Regions from separate parts of the Mus musculus genome. Here region 2 is linked to region 1. Evidence: chromatin contacts called from public HiChIP or PLAC-seq data. All regions are on one chromosome and are shown on one strand. The core of a region is the stretch at or near the end of the contact, and the rest is flanking DNA. Distances in the headings are between cores, read along the strand shown. Region 1 holds the start of Rfc4 (replication factor C (activator 1) 4). Region 2 holds the start of C730014E05Rik (RIKEN cDNA C730014E05 gene).

Evidence for each region. HiChIP or PLAC-seq counts read pairs in DNA pulled down with a chosen protein or histone mark.
Region 2: an H3K4me3 HiChIP or PLAC-seq map of the SCID.adh cell line shows a contact between it and region 1, with 23 read pairs. The contact joins the promoter of C730014E05Rik here to the promoter of Rfc4 in region 1. A contact is called at or near these places in 2 of 39 promoter capture datasets (3T3-L1-derived adipocytes and macrophages), 1 of 484 Hi-C or Micro-C datasets (CD4 T cells), 6 of 115 datasets of contacts at active chromatin or transcription factors (the SCID.adh cell line, embryonic stem cells and pancreatic cancer cells) and 2 of 9 other capture datasets (adipose tissue and pancreatic islet).

Annotation. Positions count from the first base shown.
Region 1 is chr16:23,123,372-23,129,643 of GRCm38.p6, reverse strand. Rfc4 (replication factor C (activator 1) 4) reads left to right here and starts at 1,914. Exons shown (of 11, transcript NM_145480.1): 1 at 1,914-1,959; 2 at 2,103-2,244; 3 at 5,030-5,108. The coding sequence starts at 2,114.
Region 2 is chr16:23,173,994-23,179,863 of GRCm38.p6, reverse strand. C730014E05Rik (RIKEN cDNA C730014E05 gene) reads right to left here and starts at 4,584. Exons shown (of 3, transcript NR_155420.1): 1 at 4,461-4,584. It also overlaps the pseudogene Gm6630.

The DNA.
Region 1 (6,272 bases), core at 665-3,164:
TTACTTAAGGCTTGTTTTCTGGTTCTGGAACTCGCTCTGTAGACCAGGCTGTCCTCAGATCAACTGCCTCTACCTCAGCCTCCCAAATGCTGGATTTAAGGCACATGCCACCCCCACGCCCAGCTATGCTTAGTTTTGTTTTGTTCTGAAGACTTTTTTTTATGTATACGGGTACACCGTAGCTCATCTTCAAACTGCAGCTGTCTTTAGACACACCAGAAGAGGGCTTCAGATTCCATGACAGATGGTTGTGAGCCACCATGTGGTTTCTGGGAATTGAACTCAAGACCTCTGGAAAGAGGTCAGTGCTCTTAACCGCTGAGCCATCTCTTCAGCCCCTCTACTGGAATCCCAGTTCTTAAATCTGGCAAGTTTAAGCTTAAGCACCATCTGGTAGGATCTCTTGCAGAACCATCTCAAGGGGGAACGAAAACCGAAAAGAACAAAGTCTCTTGTTATAGCATTAACCCTGGAATTACTGAGGACAACACCGGGGATTGATTACATTGAGGTTTTCCATCTGAGGTTTGGAGGAAGCAGAAACATTATGTCCACTAACCACAGACCTTATAAATACATAGTCCCAGACACCAGAGATTCTGACCTTGTAGGTCTGTTTTGGGACTGAAAGTGTACTTCTGCCAAACCCTGCACAGGCTTCTGATGAAATGCAGCCTTTTAGAATTTTGGTTCTAGAAAATGAGCACAATTAGACAAATTCTACTTCTGGTGGAAACAATGACATTTCATCCACTGTAGGGCAAAGGTTAGTTGAACCCCCTGAGGGCTCAGGGGTTCTATCCAGGAAGGGTGACTATCTTTCACTCCTGTGGCTGGCAAGTTCAGCTCCCAGCAATGCAGTTACTGGAGCAGTCGTCGCTGTTGGACTCGTGTGACAACCACCTCTGCTACCAAAGCTACACTAGGAACTTATTATGCTAACATGAGGACATCTAAGGGCAGAGGCTGGCTAAGAACTGAAAGATTCATTTGGACTAGTAAATCCTTCACAGGACAAGCTGTCTGCTGACAGTTGGTATATACTACAAAGCTTTCAAATTCTTTCTTTTTCGCTTGGTCCACCCCCCCCCCCCCCCAAGATGCTGGAACGCAAACTCCAGTCCTCTGGGAAAGCAGCAAGTCCTTTTAACTGATGAGTTTATCTCCTGCCCGATCACGAGGTTTTTGAGTGGGTCTCGGGAATTACAAAATGCCCATAGAAGATGGTCCTCCCTCCCTACAATAAGCTGATTTTACTGACTGTAAGACATCTGTCCCGGGCTGTGTGTGTTTAAGTATTCCGCTTGCGTGCAAGTACGTGCAGCACACGTATTCAGGGTCTGCAGCCCTGAAGGGAACGTTGGACCCCTGAACTGGAGTTCCAGTTGTGAGCCACCAGATGGCTATCAAAACCCCAAGTATCAAACCGAAGTCCTCCACAAAAGCAGTGAATGCTCTTAAACCGCTGAGCCTTCTCTCTAGCTTCACTTCTAAAAAGCAGTTTGCTCTGTGTCCTTGAATATCGGGGGCAGGGCAGTAGTTCGCACAGTGTCCCCTTCCGGCGAAGGGTCAAGTGAGCACGTCTTGGCCCTGACCTCCGGGCTGACGGACGATGGCAGCAAACCCAAGAAGCCACTGGCTTAATGAAAGCCTCTCCCAGCGTGGGCCCGCCCTAGGCCCGGTCCTTCGAGCAAAGCTTTCTCCTTAGGTCGGCTCCTCCCCGACCGCGCTCTGCAGTGTCTGCTGGGCCGAGGTCTGGCCGCGGAGTCTACACAGGATCACCTCCGCGGAACGCCCCAGATGCACCCAGAAGCCGAGCTTAGCCACCGCTAGCCAAAAAGGGAGCGCGTCACTGGCACCCGCGCGCCGGAAGTGACGTTATTGCGTGGCGCGCTCCCGCCATGCCTTTCGCCGCCGTTCTGTGGCGGGAACCGCGGTGCCAGGGGGACGGTGACGACTGTAAGTGATGGGTCTGAGTGTTCTCAGCCTTTTACAGGCTGGCGGGGACCGGGATGTGACCTCCGCCTTCCCTCTAGGCACAAAGTTAGGGGTCCTTTCAAGGGGAGCTGCCCCATAATGGTTTCTTTTTGTCTTATACCCAGGAGAAGAAGCCATGCAGGCATTTCTGAAAGGCACATCTGTCAGTGCCAAAGCACAACTGACCAAGGACCGGGGGACACCTGCCACTGCAGGAAGCAGTGGAGAAACCAAGAAAGTCAAACCAGTTCCTTGGGTGGAAAAATAGTAAGAACTGCTTGTACTTTTGTTGAAATAACTAATAAGTGCTAGTGGGGTTTTTTTTTTAATGTAAGGGGGACTTTGCTATATTTAGATCACACCTTTGAGGGGTAGGGGGACGCGGTATCACCCAATAATAAGTCTTAGTCCTTGGAGTGATACAGTAGTTGAATTTAATTCTTTAGTTATATAGATGACCTAAGATGTTTATAAAGTGTACAGTTTTAGAGCCCTACAGAAACGAAGAAAGCAATGTTTCTGTGAGCTGGCTATAAACACTTCCACTGAAATCTGACTTTTATCCTTGTATGTATATGGTGAAATTTGTTGGGATCTTGTTGTTGATGTTAAGTACCACTACATTGTCATTTGCTAGATGATACTAGAACCGTCAGCTACGTGGAACCTCTTTGATCACTAAGGATCTTCAGGTTATTTACAAGTCAAACAAGGTCCTCGTGTGTGTTATTTTGCTGTTTCAATATTATTGAGAAGTTCAAATATGAGTACTTCATCTATATCACCCCTCTTCCTGCCCCCAACTCATCCCATAGCCGTCCCCGCAGCAAAGCAAGTGGTGGTCCCATTCAGATCATCGGGCTTTGAAAGCTCGCACTTACCTGTTGGGAATCTCGCTAACCTTAATCTAGGCAAGCACTCTACCACTGTTCTATACTCCGGCCCATAGATCTATAGTTTTCACATGTTTAAAATTTATCGTTGAGGAAGGAGGATGCATGCCATCACAAGCATGCTTCGACTCCCAGGTGGAGTAAGTTCTTAGCTGCCCTGTGTATTCCGTGTGTCAAACTTGGATCATCAGACTTGGCAGTAAGTGCCTTTGCCTGCTGAGCCATCTTACCACTCCAAAACTACCTACCTACCTACCTATCTATCTATCTATGTGTGTATATGTATGCATGTGTGTGTATGTATGTGTGTGTATATATATATATGTATATGTATATATATATATATATATATATATATATATATAATTTTTTTTTTAACAAGGAGGTGGGGAAGGGAGGACCTAGGGTTCAGCTTCTCCAGTCAGACGGCTCTGGCTCCAAGCTCTCACATTTGCTCACTTTTATGCTGCCTCTCCTTTGGAGAAGCCTTCATCACCACGTGCCTGTCATACATCCTTGGACGGTTTCACTGTTACCTGCCTCATCCTGGCAGACCTTTATAGCACACGCAATGATTCTTGCCCAGTACCAACCTGATTAATTACGCTGGTGTGGATCAGAGAATTTGGGGCCAATAAAAGGGCTCAGTGGGTAAAAACACTTGATGTAGAAACCTGACAACATGAGTTTGGTCCCCGAACACGGTAGTAGAAGGAGAGACGTGACCTCTGATATTTGTTCCCTTTACATCATCTGTATGTGTTGCCCACAGGCACACACACACACACACAAAACAAATAAAAAATTTTAAATTGTTTCTAGTTAATGTGTTTGAGTGTTTGGCCTACACATATATTGCCTGTGTTCCATGTGTGTACCGAATGCCCATAGAGGCTAGAAAAAGGCGCCAAATACCATAGAACTAGAGTTATAAATAGTTGTGAGCTACCATGTGGGCTCTGGGAATTGAGCCCAGGTCCTCTAGAAGAGCAGCGGGTGCTCTTATCCACTAAGCCATGTCTGTAGCCTCAAAATAAAAGGATGTTTTGTTAATTTACTAGGTAGAAATCTCAGTCATAAAGTTTGGAAAGACAACTTTGTCATAGTTTCTCTTAAAATTACTAAATAATGGCAGGTGGCTCACAGCTTTAGTCACAGCACTAGAGAGGGAGAGGCAAGCAGATATGTGTGGTCCAGATAGGGGGTTCCAAGCTAGCCAGGGGTACACAGATATTTGTCTCAAAAAATAAAAATTAATAAGTGACTTAAAATCAAAATTATTAGCTGGTCCTGGTGGCGCATATCTTTAATCCCAGCTCTCAGCAAATTTCTGAATTTAAGGCCAGCCTCGTCTACAGAGCAAGTTCCAGAACCACAAGGGCTACACAGAAATTCTGTCTTGAAGAGGGGGGAAATGGTACTGACCATTTAATGTATTAACTGAGAAAGTGTGCTATTTATTTATTTATTTATTTATTTTAAACCAAAGTAGTTGCCATTTGTTAGGTTATTAAATAGTCATTTTTAACTCCACTTCATGAGCTTTTCAAGAGATTTTAGCCGGGCAGTGGTGGTGCACACCTTTAATCCTAGCACTCGGGAGGCAGAGGCAGGTGGATTTCTGAGTTCGAGGCCAGCCTGGTCTACAAAGTGAGTTCCAGGACAGCCAGGGCTATACAGAGAAACCCTGACTGGGGGGGGGGGGGGGTGATTTTATGAGATTTTATAGGCAGTGTTCCCCCTTTTTTGTTGTTTTGTTTTGAGAAAAGGACTGACTGTGCTGTGTAGCCCTGACTGTCCTGCAATACATTAGGTAGGTCAGGCCGGCCTCAAATCCAGAAAACTACTTACCTCTGTCTCTTCCTTGCTGGGGTTAAAGAGGTAAGCCTCCACATGCAGTTGACTTTAATTCCAAGTTTGTTCTTTATGATACATAAAATTCTGCTTATTATTTTATCATGCAGTACAGGTAGAAGGCAAAAATAATTTCATTCCAGTAGTGTGTATTTGTTCAAGGTAAATACAATGGAGTTTCTGCCTCCTTCAACTTCATGAGTGACATGTGAGTGCTGTCATTGGTGTCTTAGCAGCAGGAACACTTGAGACTTTTCTGTGGCTATCACAGTGCTCTCCATAACCCACTTCCCTCTGTCCTCCAGCCGTCCAAAGTGTGTGGATGAAGTGGCTTTCCAGGACGAAGTGGTTGCAGTGCTGAGAAAGTCCTTAGAAGGAGCTGACGTAAGTAGATGGTGTTTGATGACGGAAAATTTAAGAATTCATTCATAGGAAATACATGCAATAAGTCTTTGATATTTTTTAAAACTATAAGTAGTTTGCCAAATCATCTTCTATGTGACATTATTATGTAGTATTGAAATAAAGATCACTGACTAAGATAGGTTAGGACCCTTTCTCCATGAGCCTTTATTTTTAGAGGAGAAAGAGGACAAACAAGTAAACCCCGAAGATAAAAGAATATTACAGTTACAGATGTGTTATCAAAACAAGTCATTTTAAAATGTATATAGTTGGCTGTGTGTAGTGTCATGTGGCTTTAATTCTAACATCTGGGAGCAGAAGCTAACCTGGTCTACATAGTAAATCCCTGGCCAGCCACAGTGAAGTTACAGTTACCCATGAGTACCACAGGCGCAGCTGTGATACACACACGGGCCTTTCAGAAACATTTCAGACCCAAGCCACAGCATTTACATAGATCCAAAGTAAGGATATTTGAGATGAACCACCACCCCACACCCCCCAAATCAACACAGACTAGCCTGGTCTACAGATCTAGCTCTAAGGACATCCAGGGCTACACAGAGAAACCCTGTCTCTTGAAAGAAAAAAAAGGAAAGAAAAGGTAAATGAGACTAAAAACAAGAGTCAATATATTATAGTTCCCTGGGTTAATCATTACAAATACTGAGTCATGTACAGATCAAAATAATTATTATCTGAAAAACTATGGGACCTGGTATAGTATTCTAACTACTTTGTACATTGCTAAAACAAAATACAACTTAGGGTTTATGCTGGCTCACAGTACAAGATAGAGAAGGCATGCAGCGGGAACTTGAGGCAGCTGGTCACACTGCATTTATGCTCAAGAAGCAGATGGCTCAGTGGTTAAGAGCACTGGCTGCTCTTCCAGAGTACCTGGATTCAATTCCCAGCACCCACATGCCAGCTCACACCTATCTGTAACTCTAGTTCCAGGGTCTCTGACACCCTCACACAGACATACATGCAGGCAAAACACCAATGAACATAAAAATGAATTTAAAAAATAAAAAGAAGAGGCAGAGAGGTGAATACCAGTGTTCAACCTCCTGACTCCCTAGTGCTCATGTCAAATATACAATTAGTGCTGCTACCATTACAAGTCTCTCCTCGTGAACT
Region 2 (5,870 bases), core at 3,335-5,834, 48 kb before region 1:
TCTGGTCCGCTGGCCAGAGCCTGGCTGTACTTCCCACCCTTCCCATCCTTCTGTCTGTTCAGGAACCAGTCTGGAATCCTGTACTGTCGCGGGTTCTGCATGATGGTGATCACACGCTCCACCTCATCCTCCGTGCGTTCTCCAGCCTTGGTGAGGTCGATGTCTGTTTTCCTCAACACCACATGAGCATAGCTCCGCCCCACGACCTTAATGGCAGTGATAGTGAAGCCTATTTTCTGCCGCCCATCGATGTCGGTGTTGAGTACTCGCAAAATGTGCTGGAACTTCTTAGAGATCACTAGAGACATGGCGGCGGCACAGACGGCGGCGTGTAGACCATGAGAATTTTTAAGAGAGGTGGAACATCAACATGGTCTCCAGATGGAGCACAGACTACCGGCATCAACATGAAGCCCTGTGGCAGCATGGATCATGGACATGAACAAAGCCTTTGGGGGCAGCACAGATCACAGACATCCACACAGAGCACAGACATCAACACACCCTAGGGCAGCAGCACAGACCACGGGCACCAGCACCTCCCCTGGCTGTAGCACAGACTATGGACACCAGCATGACCTCCAGCAGCAGCATGGAGGATGGAGGTCTTTTGAGGAGTCCCAATTCAGAAAAACGAACTGTTCTCCATCTTGAACATGCTGTTATTGCTCAGAGCCAGGGCTATTATGTAGCCGCACATCGTGTTCAGGGTCAGAGCCTGTGTGAGCTCCAGGTGCATCACAACCTTCTTGCAAACCTGTCACAGCTGGTGTGTCTCTAGTTCCACCTCTCTCCACCACACATGCGCTGCTCCTCCTTCCCCACCTCTCCATTTGTTGGTTGAAGTGACTTGCAAACTGCAGGGTGTCCCACAATATACTTTTTGCCCAAACAGCTTTATGTGCAAATACTTATCGCAATGATTCATTGGTCTGGTTCAAGGTTTCTGGTTTCTGTAGCATGTTGCCCAGAGTCAGGGCGATCTTGCAGTCTGCCCTCAGTCATCCTGTTTATGCTTACAGCCTGTGGGCAGTGCCTCTCATCCTCCCAGCAGGGCAAGCCTCACCTCACCTCCCAAGCCCTTCACAAGATCTCAGTTTTACCTTTCCTGAACACACTCAGGGCTCTTCTCTATCTTTCTTTCCAGTCTCTTGAGTCCGCTTCTAAAACGCATCTTCCCATAAGACCTGACTTTTTTTTCCAGTTGTTCTGGAGATACCGCAGCTCTGTGGATGCCTCCACTGCCACATCTGCCCTCTGAGACTCCATAGGTTTCTCGGGCTCCTTGGAGCTACTCCAAGGTCCCATGGGTGCCATCAGCCACCACCATCTTGCCTCCAACCCTAAAAGTGTTTTAGAGGTAGGAACTTTGTATGTGTTTCCCCTCAGCGCTGTGGCTCGAACCTAGGAACCCTTGCATGATAGCCAAGCACTCGCCCAAGCCCTTCTAATCTTACCTATCAGTCTGTACCTCCAGGCTTTACCAATACATCGCATCCTTTGATCATTGGGAGACCCAAGATTTGACCACAAGGAGAGAATATTCTTTTAGTGGACTGATTTATTACTGAGTGAGTTGAGGATAATTCCCCTAAAATCTCTACAAGCTCTTCAATGGTGCATTTGCACTAGCCTTTCCTTCAGTCTGCTTGAAGTGGACAGTGTCCAGGATTTCCTAACTGGGAAGCTTGGAGAACAGACAGAGGGCATGAGGAAGGCAAGCATGGAGATACTTGATTTTCTAGAAGTTTCTTGCAAGACAGCGCTTATGTGCCTACATGCAGACAGGCTTTGTGCATTATGCATGTAGCAAGGTCTACGTCAGCATGTGTAACCACTTTGATCAGAGTGCATTTAGTACCAATAGGAATGAATGAGTTGGAAGATCTCAAAACTCACTAAACAAAATCAAGGCTTAAACTAGCAGAATCACTTTTATCTGTACTAGTATAAGATGCCCAAACAGATGTCCATCAAAACTCCCCTGATAAATAAGACTTTTTAGGTTTTAATATAACATAGGGGTTTTTATTGTTATTTTTTTTTTCAAGACAGGGTGTCTCTGTGTAGTCCTGGCAGTCCTGGAACTCACTCTGTAGACCAGACCTGTCTCTGTCTTCCAAGTGTTGGGTATAATATAGGTTTAAGGAAAGGATTGGTTAGCTAGGCATGGTGGCTCCCTCCTATAATCCTAGCTCTCAAGAGGCTGAGGGAAAGAAAGAAAGAAAGAAAGAAAGAAAGAAAGAAAGAAAGAAAGAAAGAAAGAAAGAAAGAAAGAAAGAAGAAAGAGGGAAAGGAAAAGGAAAAGGAAAAGGAAAGGAAAGGAAAGGAAAGGAAAGGAAAGGAAAGGAAAGGAAAGGAAAGGAAAGGAAGAGAAAGAAGGAAGGAAGGAAGAAGGAAGGAAGAGAGGAGGGAGAGAGAGAGAGAGAGAGAGAGAGAGAGAGAGAGAGAGAGAGAGAGAGAGAGAGCCTGGGCTACATACCGAGAAAAAAAGGAGGGTGAGGGGAAAAGGGAAGGAATGAAGGACGGGCATGGTGGTCCACACTTGTAATCCTAGCACTCAGAATGAGGTCAGCCAGGGTTACATATGTAGTTATACATACCTAGCCAGAGGCAAGAAATGGAAAAAAGAGTGAAATCAAGAAAAAAATAGGAACGTAGAGGGAAATTACTGAAATTACTAACATTTTTATCGATTCAGGCAGATTGAGTCCATCATCAATTTTTATGCTAAATTTCAAATTATAGCAAATAACAACATGAACAATTTAACAGAAACATTCAGAACAAAACATAAAAATTTATAATTAAATTTAAATTAAAGAGAAAAAATCCACTCAGCCAATGCTGCAATCTGCGTGGTTCTCCAAAGCAGGGAGCTGAGAATCTGTTCCCTAACGCAGCAGTGTCTGGAGATGGGGCCTAATGGGGGTCCTTGGCTCTTGTGGGTTCCATACCCATGAACTGATTCATGACACTACAGAAAGAAGTCGCGATGGAGGAGGTATGGCCGTTGCTCTTCAGCTGTCTGACCTGCTGAGGCACAACAGCCCTCCCATCTAGAGAATGCAATATTCAAAGGACCATGCCACAGTCAGAGGCCAAACCCTGACAAAACACTGGCACATTGGTCTTGGATTCTCCAGATACCAGAACAGTTAAAAATAAATTTGTGTTTCTATGAACTAACCAGTCTCAGGGATTCTATGGTAGCAGAACAAAATAAACGAGAATAGATATCAAATTTAGGACTGCTCTTCTCTTCAGAAGGGTGTCAAGTCCTTAAGAGAAAAGCTGCCAAAGATAAGAATGCAACAAACAGGCATTTACTTTGTGGCAGTTTTAGCCTTTAATTTGGGGGAATGCAGTACACTAATTAGAGGCATTCTTGGATAAGAAACATGCATTTCTAGACCTAAGGTTTGCTTTCATTTGAGGAGAATGCTGCCTTTTCCATATGGTTATGGGTGGCTACTTTCATGGAGAGTCTTGTTCATTGATGTCCTGTCTCCACTGACAGCCCTATGGGCAGGGAAAGATAGCAGGCTGAGGACCAGAAGCACTCGGAAATTTGCTAATTCAAATTTCCTCACCATGGCCCATCCTTACTAACCTCTCTGGTTTGATTTGACTTGATTGCTGGAAGGCTTTTCTCCAGAACAGGAAAACGTTAGGGAAGTGCTGACTTTAAGGAAAACAGGGATAAGGAAAGGATGTTTACCCAATGAAGGAGGAAGTCAGCGTCTGTGACCAGAGCACAAGGGGAATGGTGCCTCTGGTTATCTGGCCAAGGGATGCTGCCACACACACTTCCTGTCTCTTTCTTGGAATCAGTAATTGACTCAAGCATAAAATAAGGATAAGAAATAACATAATTAGGAGAAAGGGCTTATCAGTTGTGATCAACTCCCAAAAGTTCTTCACCAACAGACATCTCTCAACCTTAGAAGATATTTTCATAAGACCCAAAGTTACATAAATGCTGAATACCTCACTCTCTACTATCCATAATGTTATCCTTCAACATATAGACAGCCCTAAATTAAAATACCTCAAAATACAACATGAAAATCAAAGGTACCAACAAGTGCATTGAAGGCAGTACCCCTCAATGCAGAGGCAAGACACAAAGAACTTCCGTGGACTTCCTAGGAGGAAGTGATCTTCCTTTATCTCTGATTGTCCAAGTGGCAAGGACAGCACAGAATGTGTTCCTGCCTGTACTGACAGACATGTCAGTTTCTCAAGATTCACTTGACGGGCTAGTGATGAGGCCAAACCCATGTCTGTTTCTCTGGAGTGGAGGCTGGGTCACTCACAGCCACCTAGCACGCAATGACCTTCCCCTCTTTCTCTTGACAATAACAGCAGTTTAACTGATGAGACAGAGAAATGGACCCTATAACCCCACATGCCAGTGTTACCATTCTAATGTAGTCTTTTCTCTTGAACTCACCCACCTCTGCTTCTGTCTTCATTGCCAGTCCAATGACAAACAATACCAACTCTGACCTATGAGCATCAGCTGTATCAGCAGGTGTCCTTAGCTCAGTGCCCATGTGCTCCTATGATGCTCCTGCTTAGAAAGTGTTTATTCGCTTTCTATCTCAAAAAACTGATATCTAGATATGTACTGAAATGTGGTGCGTTGAACCTTGCCAGTTCAGTTGCCTTTCTGTTTGGCTTTTTCTGTAACACTTTTTCCACAAGCTGCCCTGAACTTCTCATTTTGCCTTATCAGCCCATCTCTGCTTTTAACTTCTCCTCCACGGTCTTCTGTGAGTGGGTGCTATCTCTTGCTCATCTCAGTTTAGTAAGCGCCTCCTCCTTCAAGCGGTACCTCTGATACAAAGACTTCCTGACTGACTTGGAGTGGGGGCCTAGAACATCCGCTCCTCATAAATGGAAATCATATCTTAGTCTTTTTATGATAACAGTAGGGACATGGCCTTTCTCTCTTTTTAAGATTGATTGATTGAGCCTTTCTACAAGAAGGAACTGTTCTCTTATGCTTTCACTAAGGCTAACTCGCCAGCTTAGGCAGATGTACGAACTTCAGAGTCAGTGAGAGGCCCTGTCTCAAAACTCCAAATGGTGCACATACACAGGAACACTTATACATGCACCACACACACATGCGTACACCACACACACAATAATAATGAAAACACTGGGAGATAGAAAGTTCTGTCATGGGCTGGTGAGATGGCTCAGTGGGTAAGAGCACCCGACTGCTCTTCCGAAGGTCCAGAGTTCGAATCCCAGCAACCACATGGTGGCTCACAACCATCAGTAACGAAATCTGACTCCCTCTTTTGGTGTGTCTGAAGACAGCTACAGTGTACTTACATATAATAATAAAATAAATAAAATTAAAAAAAAAAAAAAAAGAAAGTTCTGTCATGTTCATTAGTAAACATAAGTGATACTGTTAAAATGGTCATAATATTCAATGCAATCTACAAACAATGCCATCCCCATCAAAATCCAAATGACATTCTTTATAAAAATAGAGAGTATTGATCCTGACGTTCATATGAAAAAAACAAGACCCAAAATAGCCAAAGAAATACTGAACAAAAGCCACATTGAAGGAATAACACCTGACTTCTAATTATAGAACTTCAGTGACAAAATGGCACGGTACAGACGCAAAACCAGATCAAGGGAAAACAAGGACAATCCAGCTACTGCTATGTGGTTCTTGCTAAAGGTGCCAAATGTAAACCTGAAAAGTACAAAGTCCTCAACAAGTGGCACTGGGAGCTCTGGAAAGTCAGACACCATAGGCCAGTCTCTCAGAATATGCAAAACTGGGCTCAAAGGTGACCAGCGACTTTAATGTAAGACCTGAAACTCTGAAACAACTA